2 separate regions of the Mus musculus genome follow, and region 2 is linked to region 1. Evidence: chromatin contacts called from public HiChIP or PLAC-seq data. All regions are on one chromosome and are shown on one strand. The core of a region is the stretch at or near the end of the contact, and the rest is flanking DNA. Distances in the headings are between cores, read along the strand shown.

Region 1 (4,413 bases), core at 1,725-4,224:
CTAAAACACTTCAAGTTCAAAGCCAAAAAAAAAAAAAAAAAAAAAAAAATGGATCTGATCACCTGGCCTCTTTGCTCTTATTATTCATCATATATGCAATATATATTGTGCAACACTTACCTTTCTGGGGGTAAGGCATGCAGGCAAGGAATGCAATGAAGTGGAAACTTAAGGGTACTTTGGAAAGTCAGTTAGGTGGTGTTTTGCTGGGGCAAACATATGAAGGAATCTTTAGCTAACGTGGACACAGGTGAAAGGATGTTTTGAGAGAGCAAACACACAAAAGGATGCTTGATAAAGAAGTATAAATATGACCCCACAGACAGTGGGAGACAGCACTGAGCATTGGTTGGCTTTGCTCCACTTCATTATTCTTTGCTAACAACACACATATATTGGTTCGCCTTACATGGTGTTGTTGAGCTCAACTTGTGATAACGCCGCCATTGAGTAGAACTTCCCAAGAACTGCTTGTGAGGTTCCTGCAACAGCTTGTGGTTTCTGCGGCAGGTTGGTGAGCCCGGCAGGTTCCTCAGGACTGAGATACAGCTGTCTAGTGTCTTCTTACTAAAAGAACTAGACTGTAGCTGCTGGTTTATGCCTGGTGTCTGCCTGCCTAGAGGACTGGTCTACAGCTGCTAAGTCATATTTGGTGTTTGCTACTGAACTGCTGCCAAAGAAGATTGAATTTGCCCCCCAAAACTATTGCTAAGCAGGTCCTCTCTCCCCATATCCTAATAACCTTTCTCTTCCACTACCTCTACTGGGTGGTGGGCTAGAGGAGAGGTTAAACCCGTAATAAAAATGGGTTACAAAAAAGTTATACCTACCATGTAACCTGTTTATCCCATCAGATTTTAACAGTCTTTAGATAGCAGTTACTCACTTCATTCTGGCAGCCAATTCACAGTCCCAGACATGTTCAAAACCTGAGCTCGGTTAGCATTTCTAAAACTCCTGGGCAAAACAAAAACAAAACAATGAGAAGACGTTACTTAACCCCAAACCGATTTCTGTGCAGGAGGAAGCATTTTGAGGGTTGTCTAAGGAAGGTTGAAGACTCTAGAGTACACTGGGTGTTAATTTTGAGTTTGAAAAGATTGAATCTGCAAACGGTTTTGGCACAGTCTCCCCTCCACACAGTGCCTCACACACATCAAACTTGCTGATGGGGGCTGAGTTATAAACTAATGAGGGTAGCACACAAGGCACCTATGGGAACAGGGCAGCGTGAGAAAGGGGTCTTTTCAGGTGACCAGGAAAGATAAGCAGAGGCGAAGACTTGGGTGATGAAAGGCTGGTTAGAGAGACACTTGTTGAATAGTTTAACTACAGTTTGTCGTCGGTTTCCTAAACAATATGCACACACTGGCATTTCCAAAGGAGCCTTTGACAGGCTGTACCACCCTCCCAGCTGCCTCTGATTCAACAAAAAGCAGATCCACAGGTGGTTACCTTTCCTCCAGCTGGAGGATCGGTAGAAGGTACTTAAATACTCTGTTGGTAACTGATTAAAGAACCCAAGATCAAAACCCGGTTAGAAGAAATGGCCCACACTACACAGGGTGCTGTCAATTGTTTCTTTTAGTGTGGTTTTTAGTTCCACATCACATGTGTAAAAGTGTGTATCTTGCTTTGAATTGGCTCCCCACTCCCACTCCCCTGCCCCGCCCCCCCCCCCCAGGGATTCTTTTTGATGTATGGTACTTAGGAAGTAAAGACTATTGAGCTAAAGATGAAGCTTTTGTTTTCTAGTTGGCAAGTTCGCTTGTGAAAGCTAAGGCAAGGTGTTCTCTTAGGGAAAGGAGTGAAGGGGTGGGGTAAAAAAAAACAAACAAACAAAAAAAAACAAACCACCCGATCCGATGGTAACACACAAAGTCAAGATACTGTACACTGATTGCTGTTAGGGTGACTCTCACTTCTGTTGGAACTGGTTGTTTTTCCTCCTTACTTCAGTGGACTTACAGGCGATCCTAGCAAAAATAGCTAGGATCTGCTTACTCTAGAAACCTTTCTGTGCGAAAGACACAACACCAACCAGGAGTCCCATGGAGCTTTGGTGAGTCAAACTTTTTACGATCTAGCTGGCTAGTGGGACTAAAATCCCTGCTTAAATTAGGGGAATAATAGTGAGATTTCAAACCCTCAGAATTAATGGAAGGGTCGATTCGGTTCAGAGGTCCGGTCCTGGTGGTCTGGGGGAGGGAAGCTTTACCGGATCTCAGGACTTCCAAACTCAAGACACCCCGCTGAGGGCGCTCCTGCCCCTATCTAGCCGGCCAGTCCAGGCTGTAGATAGTCTCCCAAGCCCTGAGCAGAACACAACTAAGTTTTGTCTTACACCTGAGGAGTGTTAGGAAACAGTCGCTCCAACCAACTGGTTTAGCCCAGAAAATGTAAGTACATTCTGGTTTACTTTCTTTTCGTTCACACTGGAAATGGAACCGATCTCAGTCTGGTTCAGAGGGGGCTTGGGTCGGTGACTCGGCTTTTCCTAAGACTACAGATAACTTTGGAAACTGACCAGAAACAAGTACTTTTTCCGAGCCCTTATCCTACCCCAGCGGTGGAACCCGCATACCGCGGATCTCACTAACTTCAAGTTAAGGTGTGAGACAGACCCACGCAGAAGGATTCCCACGATCCGCAGAAACGCAAGCGTGGACGTCCGGGACGCGCCGCGGGCCGGGGCGTGGGCGGTCGCAGAGCACCTCCCGCAGGTCCAGGGAGCAGCTCCGGGGCCAGGTCACCTGACTCCCGGAATTTGGGGCCGCGCGGAGTGGGAGTGGCTAGCAACTCCCTCCTGGAGCCCACGGGATCCAGGTCGGGGGCCGGCGCCCGGCGGCCACGTGGTGGTGCTGCCGTTGCCCCCGCCCTGCCGGCGGAGCCCCGGAGCTGAGCGCCCACTGACCCCGCGTCGGGAGGAGGAGGAGAAGGAGGAGGAGGAGGAGGAGGAGGAGGAGGAGGGACCCAGCGCAGGAAGCCGAGCAGGAAGCGAGCCCGGCAGCCGCACTTTCCTGGGGAAGCGGCGGGCGGGACGGCCAGCGGGGCCAGGAGCTGAGGCCGCCGCTTGGATGGGGTGAGTGGCGGCGGCGAGGCTGGGGTGCGGGCTCTGGACTCGGTCCCCGCCTTTGTGTCTGGGGCTGCGCAGAGCTCCGGGCGCCGAGAGGAGCGGGCGGGAGTTTTGGTCTGGACAGAGCTTTGGCCGCTCACTGACCACGGAAGACAGTTGGAAGGGGGGGTGGGGTGGAGGAACGGGAGGATAGTGGGGATCTGGCAGAAAGAGAGAGAGGTGCGACCTAGTTTGGAAAGGGGGTTCGCCTCCTCTGGCGGTCTGGTGCGGGACAGTGGCGCGGGGTGTCTGCGGAGGGAGCGCGGGTGGGAATGAATGACCGGACCCGAGAGGACGCTGTGGCTGCGCCCCCGGGGCAGCCCGTCCCACTTTCGTGCCCTGCCCCGGGTCCGGTGCCCCAGTCCTTGCTCCCTGGCTCGACCCACCTCTTGACTGAACTTGGAAAAGCCGGAGACGGGAGGTGGGAGCGAGAGACGCCCGGTGGCTCTGGAGACCCACAGTCCGCTATTGTTCCTTTACGGACTCAAGGGAGCTGGTGAGCTGTCTGGAGGGCGCAGGCGAGACCACCCTGGGCCTGCCACTACCCCTTACCCCCAACTCTCCTTGTCATTTTCCCCCACCACAGCTCCTAGGAGGGCAGGGAGGAGGATGCTGGAGTTGGGAAACATTCCAAGCTGCTGGGCTTAGGTCGGCATCCTTCGCGACCCGTCCGGGAGGGCAAGCATCCATCCTTCTTTCAACTCTCGCCTACTGTCTTGGGCCAGTTTGTGTCGCCAGTTTAGGTTCTGCAGTTTCCAGTAGTTTTTCATTTTGGATTTCACATTTCCTTTGGTGGAGGGGGGTTAAGTATGGAAAGGCAACAGATGGGGAGATTAAAGCAGATGGAGCCCACTGTGACTTAAAGAGGCAGGGGTGACCTCACAGAGGCCTGAGCTTTATATAAAGCCAGGCTTTCTTTTCTAAGGAGCCCAGCTCAGCTCAACTTTACGTCGTTACCAAGTATGCAGATGCAAGGCCACTCACTTCGTACCTGCTCCTTCCCTTCACTCTGAACTCTGGTGATTTGAATGCTATCGGCTTTAGGAAGAATAGCGCAGAGCAGAGCTGCCTGGGACTAGAAGACTGCTTATTGTCTGGGGTATGAGATCTCAAGGTTGTGAAGGCTGGCCTAGAGAAGAACAAGGTTTGTCCCTTTAGCGGATCTAGCGTTTGCTCTTTTAGCGAGAACTTGCATCTCCTATGGGTTTGAACGGAATTGGAAAAAAGCCTGTGAATCCCAGGGAGGTTGGACTTCGCTTTGTCCCACCAGTGCTGGGCCCTTGCTTACACGTGAGAAA
Region 2 (4,395 bases), core at 1,584-4,083, 240 kb before region 1:
CAGTAGAAGCATGCAGTTGAGCAGTATAAGAAGAAAGGGAAGTCTGTTAGATAAGCTCCACCCATTCTGCAGGAGGAGACCTGGAGGCAGAATTGAGTTCTACTATTAATTACTAGAGAAAAAAGAACACACAATTCTTTCCTGAGGAAATGAGAGGTCAGGAAGAGAAGGGAAATGGAAAGAGGAGAGAGGCTACAGTTGAGAAAATGCCAGAAAAAAAAAAAGTAGACAATGTCAATCTATTCCAGCTCCAATCCACCATGGGCTCTCCAGCCAGCCCCGTTCCTGCCACACAGGTCGTAGTACCTCACTGGCTTGCTTTAACAAACAGAACTTTGTGGAGCAAAGTTACATGAGATTCCCTTCACTAGTTAAGAGTCCTCCCTTGCTGGACACTCAGGTCATCCGCAGTTTCTCTGCACAGCACAGGGTTCAGCCACACCAGCAGCTCACGGACTCCCTCAGCTTTCACTGTAGCACAGGATTTAATCTACCACTCCCTAAACCTCTGCTCTGGATGGCCATCTTTCGTCTCCTCTTTTTACTTTATTATGCTTTAAAGACCCAGTGACCAAAACAGCACAGGTTTTTCCCCCCAGAGTGTTCTTTGGACATTGACCTTGTAACACACAGAATCTAACCAAGCTTATTAACAAGAAAAAAAAAAAAAAAGATTAGGTGACTGTGAGTAAAGTGACTGTCATAATAAAACGCAGTGCTTTGTATGCTAACCTTAAAACATAACAAACAATGAAATGAAAATAAGAAGAGATTGAAGAAGATGAATGAGTGAATGAAAGAATGAATGAATTAGTGACTGAATGAATGAATAAATACTGACAAAATTTTGTTTCTAATAGAGCAGCTGAGGGTGGCTTGAGTTCATCACTGTCTTGGTCTCCATCCTACTTTCGTAGCTTTCCTCATAAAAGCTTGGGGAATACTTGATGGGGAAAAGGAGAATTAGCATAAAAAAAGAGGATGGGGGAATTAGGGGGAGAAAAGAAAACTTCCTATGGTCCCAGATTCAGTCTGGGCGCCGGTACCCACTTGTAGTGGAATAGTAGCAGAACCTTCCAGGACGCTGCTGGCTCTTAGGTCTTTATCTGAAAATGCTTCATGAATTCAGGGCTGGAAGACTAGAATGTGGAGTGGAGCAGAACCATAATTGGGATTTCAGCAGCCTGGTTGGTGTTGGTTTCCAGGAAATAATGAAAGACGACCTGTAGCACACTAATGGACAGGCAGGAAAGATACCATCCATCCAGCTGGAAAGCCCACCGAAGCAAGCATCATCAGAGAAAGATGACAGTTTCTGAAAGAGGTGTTCTCTTTACATCTCCCCTTGACAGAGCCCCATGGAGGGACTTGGAAACTATACTGTGTACTCCCCTTAGTTACATGTCTCAGGCTCTGTGGGATTCTAGTCTGACCACAGAACCAGATGATCAACTGAGACTCCTAAATCAGTGGCTGGCAGGGTAGGGGCTTAGATTGCAACTGAAAAGAAGTTCCGAAATCTCTACAAAGCAGACAGACAAGTGGTTTTTGTGGTACTGTGCACTGCTTCAAAGATCATGCAATCTAAAGGAACCCTTCTTCCCTTTCCAGCTAACTTCAGCATTTTTTCATGCTTAGGTGCTAAGTACAAAGAAGTTTCTTCCTGTTTTTGCTGCTTTTGATCACACTGAAGTTTGCTGATTTGTAACTTACTACACCAAAACCTTTACTCATCCCTGTGTTACCTAAAAGAGTTAAAGAAATATCCTGAGATGCTGAGCTTCTGCCCCAACAAATAAATCAGGTTTTGTCATCCAGAAACATTGTATGACACAATACAGCTTGTAATTTAAATATACTGTCTTTTTTTTTTTTTTGCTTCCTTTCCTTTTAATGCTTTAATTCTGTTTTGACTCAAAAAAAAAAATGTCAAACAAGAAGCCATAGCAACCTAGACTGCTCCAAAACAAATAAACAAAACTGGCGAGAAATGGTACAGAAAATTCCCAAGTCCAAGTAAAGCAGGCAGAGGCAAAGGGCAGCTTCTCCCGCTGGGGAGACCTCAGAAGCAGCAAATCATTATCTCCAGCAATGCATCTATCCGCATAGGTCAGCACAAGTTCTCTACATCAACAGAGCAAATTTAAAAAGAAAGAAAAAAGTCCCAACACAAAAGGAAACTGTTGCTTCTGGCTCCCTGTTGCCATGGAAAAGTGCTCTGGCCTCTCTATCCCAGCACATCATACCAGCAACTAGGAGTCCCTGTGGAAACCCAAGACAACCCAGAGACGCTCCCAAACATCCCATCAAACTGCTCACAGGCACCAATCCTAAGAATCTTAGTTAAGACAACAGCAACCTCAGTCATTAAGTTTTCAAAGAAATCCTTAGAAGAGAATTCTGAGTACCTGGCCCCAGAATGGGTTGATCTGGGCTAGGTCCTCTACCTCAGGGTGCGGAAGCGCCTCTGGTCTCAGGGGTTTTAGGTCTGTAGAAGTGTTATTATCCACAGTCCCAGTTTTAGCTTGGCTCTGCTCTCTCACTTTCTCCCTCCTGGAGCCGCTACGGCCAGTCTGCTGGTGGCTCTGCACTATCCTGGCCACCGCTTTATTAGCTCTTCTGCTCACCTCCATGTATTCATCTTGACACAGGCAAAATGGGAGGAAAAGCAAAGGCAGCAGGTGCCACCAGATGCGCTGCCTCCCGAGCATGGCTCGGCAAATCGGCAAATCGACAAGAGTCTCGCAGGGAAGCTTGACAGGGGCTGGAGGTACCGTGGTCGCCTCAGGCAAATGCCAGGTTTGGAGATGAGAGCTGCAGCCGGCTGTGTGGTTTTATACTCTTTGGTGTGTAATAAATAAGGCTGCAGTCATGCCAGAGTGACAGCGGCTCTCCTCCCAGACAGAGCAGCTCTCATTCATCACATTCCTGCACCGCAGGCAAGACAGTCTGTGTGCACGGCGTCCAGTTGGTGGGGTTCATAAATGTCTCACCTTGGCATGTTATTTTGTGTAAGAGTGGAGAAAATGTACACAGCCGGCTGGAAACAGAGTGTGTGTGTCCAGTGGCTTGCCTTCGTGATTAGACGTGGAAAGGCTGTGCCTTTGTGGTCTAAAACGACTCTTGGAAAAACCTACCATTGAGCTTGCCAGGGAATGCGGCTCAGACTGTATCAGTTCCTGCAATCACAGCAGGATCCCATTCAAGGCCATGGAGGGAGGTCTTGCTTTTGCACGGTGCAGATCACAATTTTGCACTTTGGGTCACTGCAAGCAACTCATTCTCCCTTCCAGATACCAGCAGCAGCCTACAGATGGTGACTGGGAAAGACTGACCTGAGTTCAAGGGTAAAGGCTGACTTTGACCAAGATAGTTCCCCCATGCTAAGCTCCATATTCTCCTTTGCGTCTCTACGAGCCAACATTAGAAACCAGATGTTTCTTGCATCTAAGTTCTTGCTAGATGGAAATACAACCTACTTTCTTGTTAAGAGACTCCTCTGGCTGCTCTCTACCCATGGATTGTTGCTGCCCAAAACGAGAGAGACATGGGAAACACCAAACCAAATATACCATTCCAAATAGCTCAAGGTTGAGAGAACTCTATCATTTGTTACCGTTCCTGTGCTTTTACCGATTAAACCAAAGAACAAAAGGATACTCCTAACCTCTTTGTGATTATACATGTATTGCTCTTTAAATTGCTCTGATTTATAGATCACTACTACCCTCTGGTCAGAAGGTTATCAGCCTCACCCCTGCCCCTTGAGGCTTTCTGTGATCCAGAGCTCTTATGGAGGATGAATGGGTTAGTGCCTGATTCTTGGGGCTTCAGAGCAGCTCTAGAAAACAATCATGGTGTATGAAGAAATCATAGTTTCAGGTGGGGCAGCCAGAGAGAGGGAGGGAGGAACTGTACCGCTGCCCTGTTCCTAGCAAATAGAGCTTGAGAGCCATACGGTGCCCCTGAACTGGCCAAAGTGACAATTACTACCTCGGTCACTCCTGAAACTCCTCACCTGACCAACTGTCTCCAGAACCCACATGAATCCAAAGAAAGTGTTGGGCTTCAGTGATAGTCTTCCCATGAAAGAAAGCTCCCTAGGTCACAATAGGGGGCTAGGGGTCATAACTAATCAAAGTAGGTCATTCTCACCTTCTAGGCAGAGATAACCCAGTCCACCAGTGTACCAGCTGTGTCTCAGTTGTCTTCCACCCCAAGGGATCTCCTCCACAGACCAGGAGGCAGTTCTGAAGGACAACAGCCTGTCTAAGGACACATCGGTGGTGAAGACACAACTGTGCATCAGAATAGCCCAGGACAGTGTCTCAGTGGGAGGCTCCAAACGTTAAGAAGGCTTGGGGAAAAAATGTGTCAAAGCAAGAAGAAGTTGTG

What was found. HiChIP or PLAC-seq counts read pairs in DNA pulled down with a chosen protein or histone mark.
Region 2: an H3K4me3 HiChIP or PLAC-seq map of embryonic stem cells shows a contact between it and region 1, with 12 read pairs. The contact joins the promoter of C1qtnf3 here to the promoter of Rai14 in region 1. A contact is called at or near these places in 2 of 115 datasets of contacts at active chromatin or transcription factors (embryonic stem cells and stem cell-derived neural progenitor cells) and 1 of 9 other capture datasets (liver).

The regions. Positions count from the first base shown.
Region 1 is chr15:10,713,192-10,717,604 of GRCm38.p6, reverse strand. It overlaps Rai14 (retinoic acid induced 14), which reads left to right and starts at 2,974. Exons shown (of 18, transcript NM_001166408.1): 1 at 2,974-3,082. 4930556M19Rik (RIKEN cDNA 4930556M19 gene) reads right to left here and starts at 2,769. Exons shown (of 7, transcript NR_045063.1): 1 at 2,625-2,769; 2 at 831-957.
Region 2 is chr15:10,950,770-10,955,164 of GRCm38.p6, reverse strand. It overlaps C1qtnf3 (C1q and tumor necrosis factor related protein 3), which reads right to left and starts at 2,833. Exons shown (of 6, transcript NM_030888.4): 1 at 2,628-2,833. The coding sequence starts at 2,711. The region is part of intron 1 of Gm34315 (a long non-coding RNA gene); the gene reads left to right.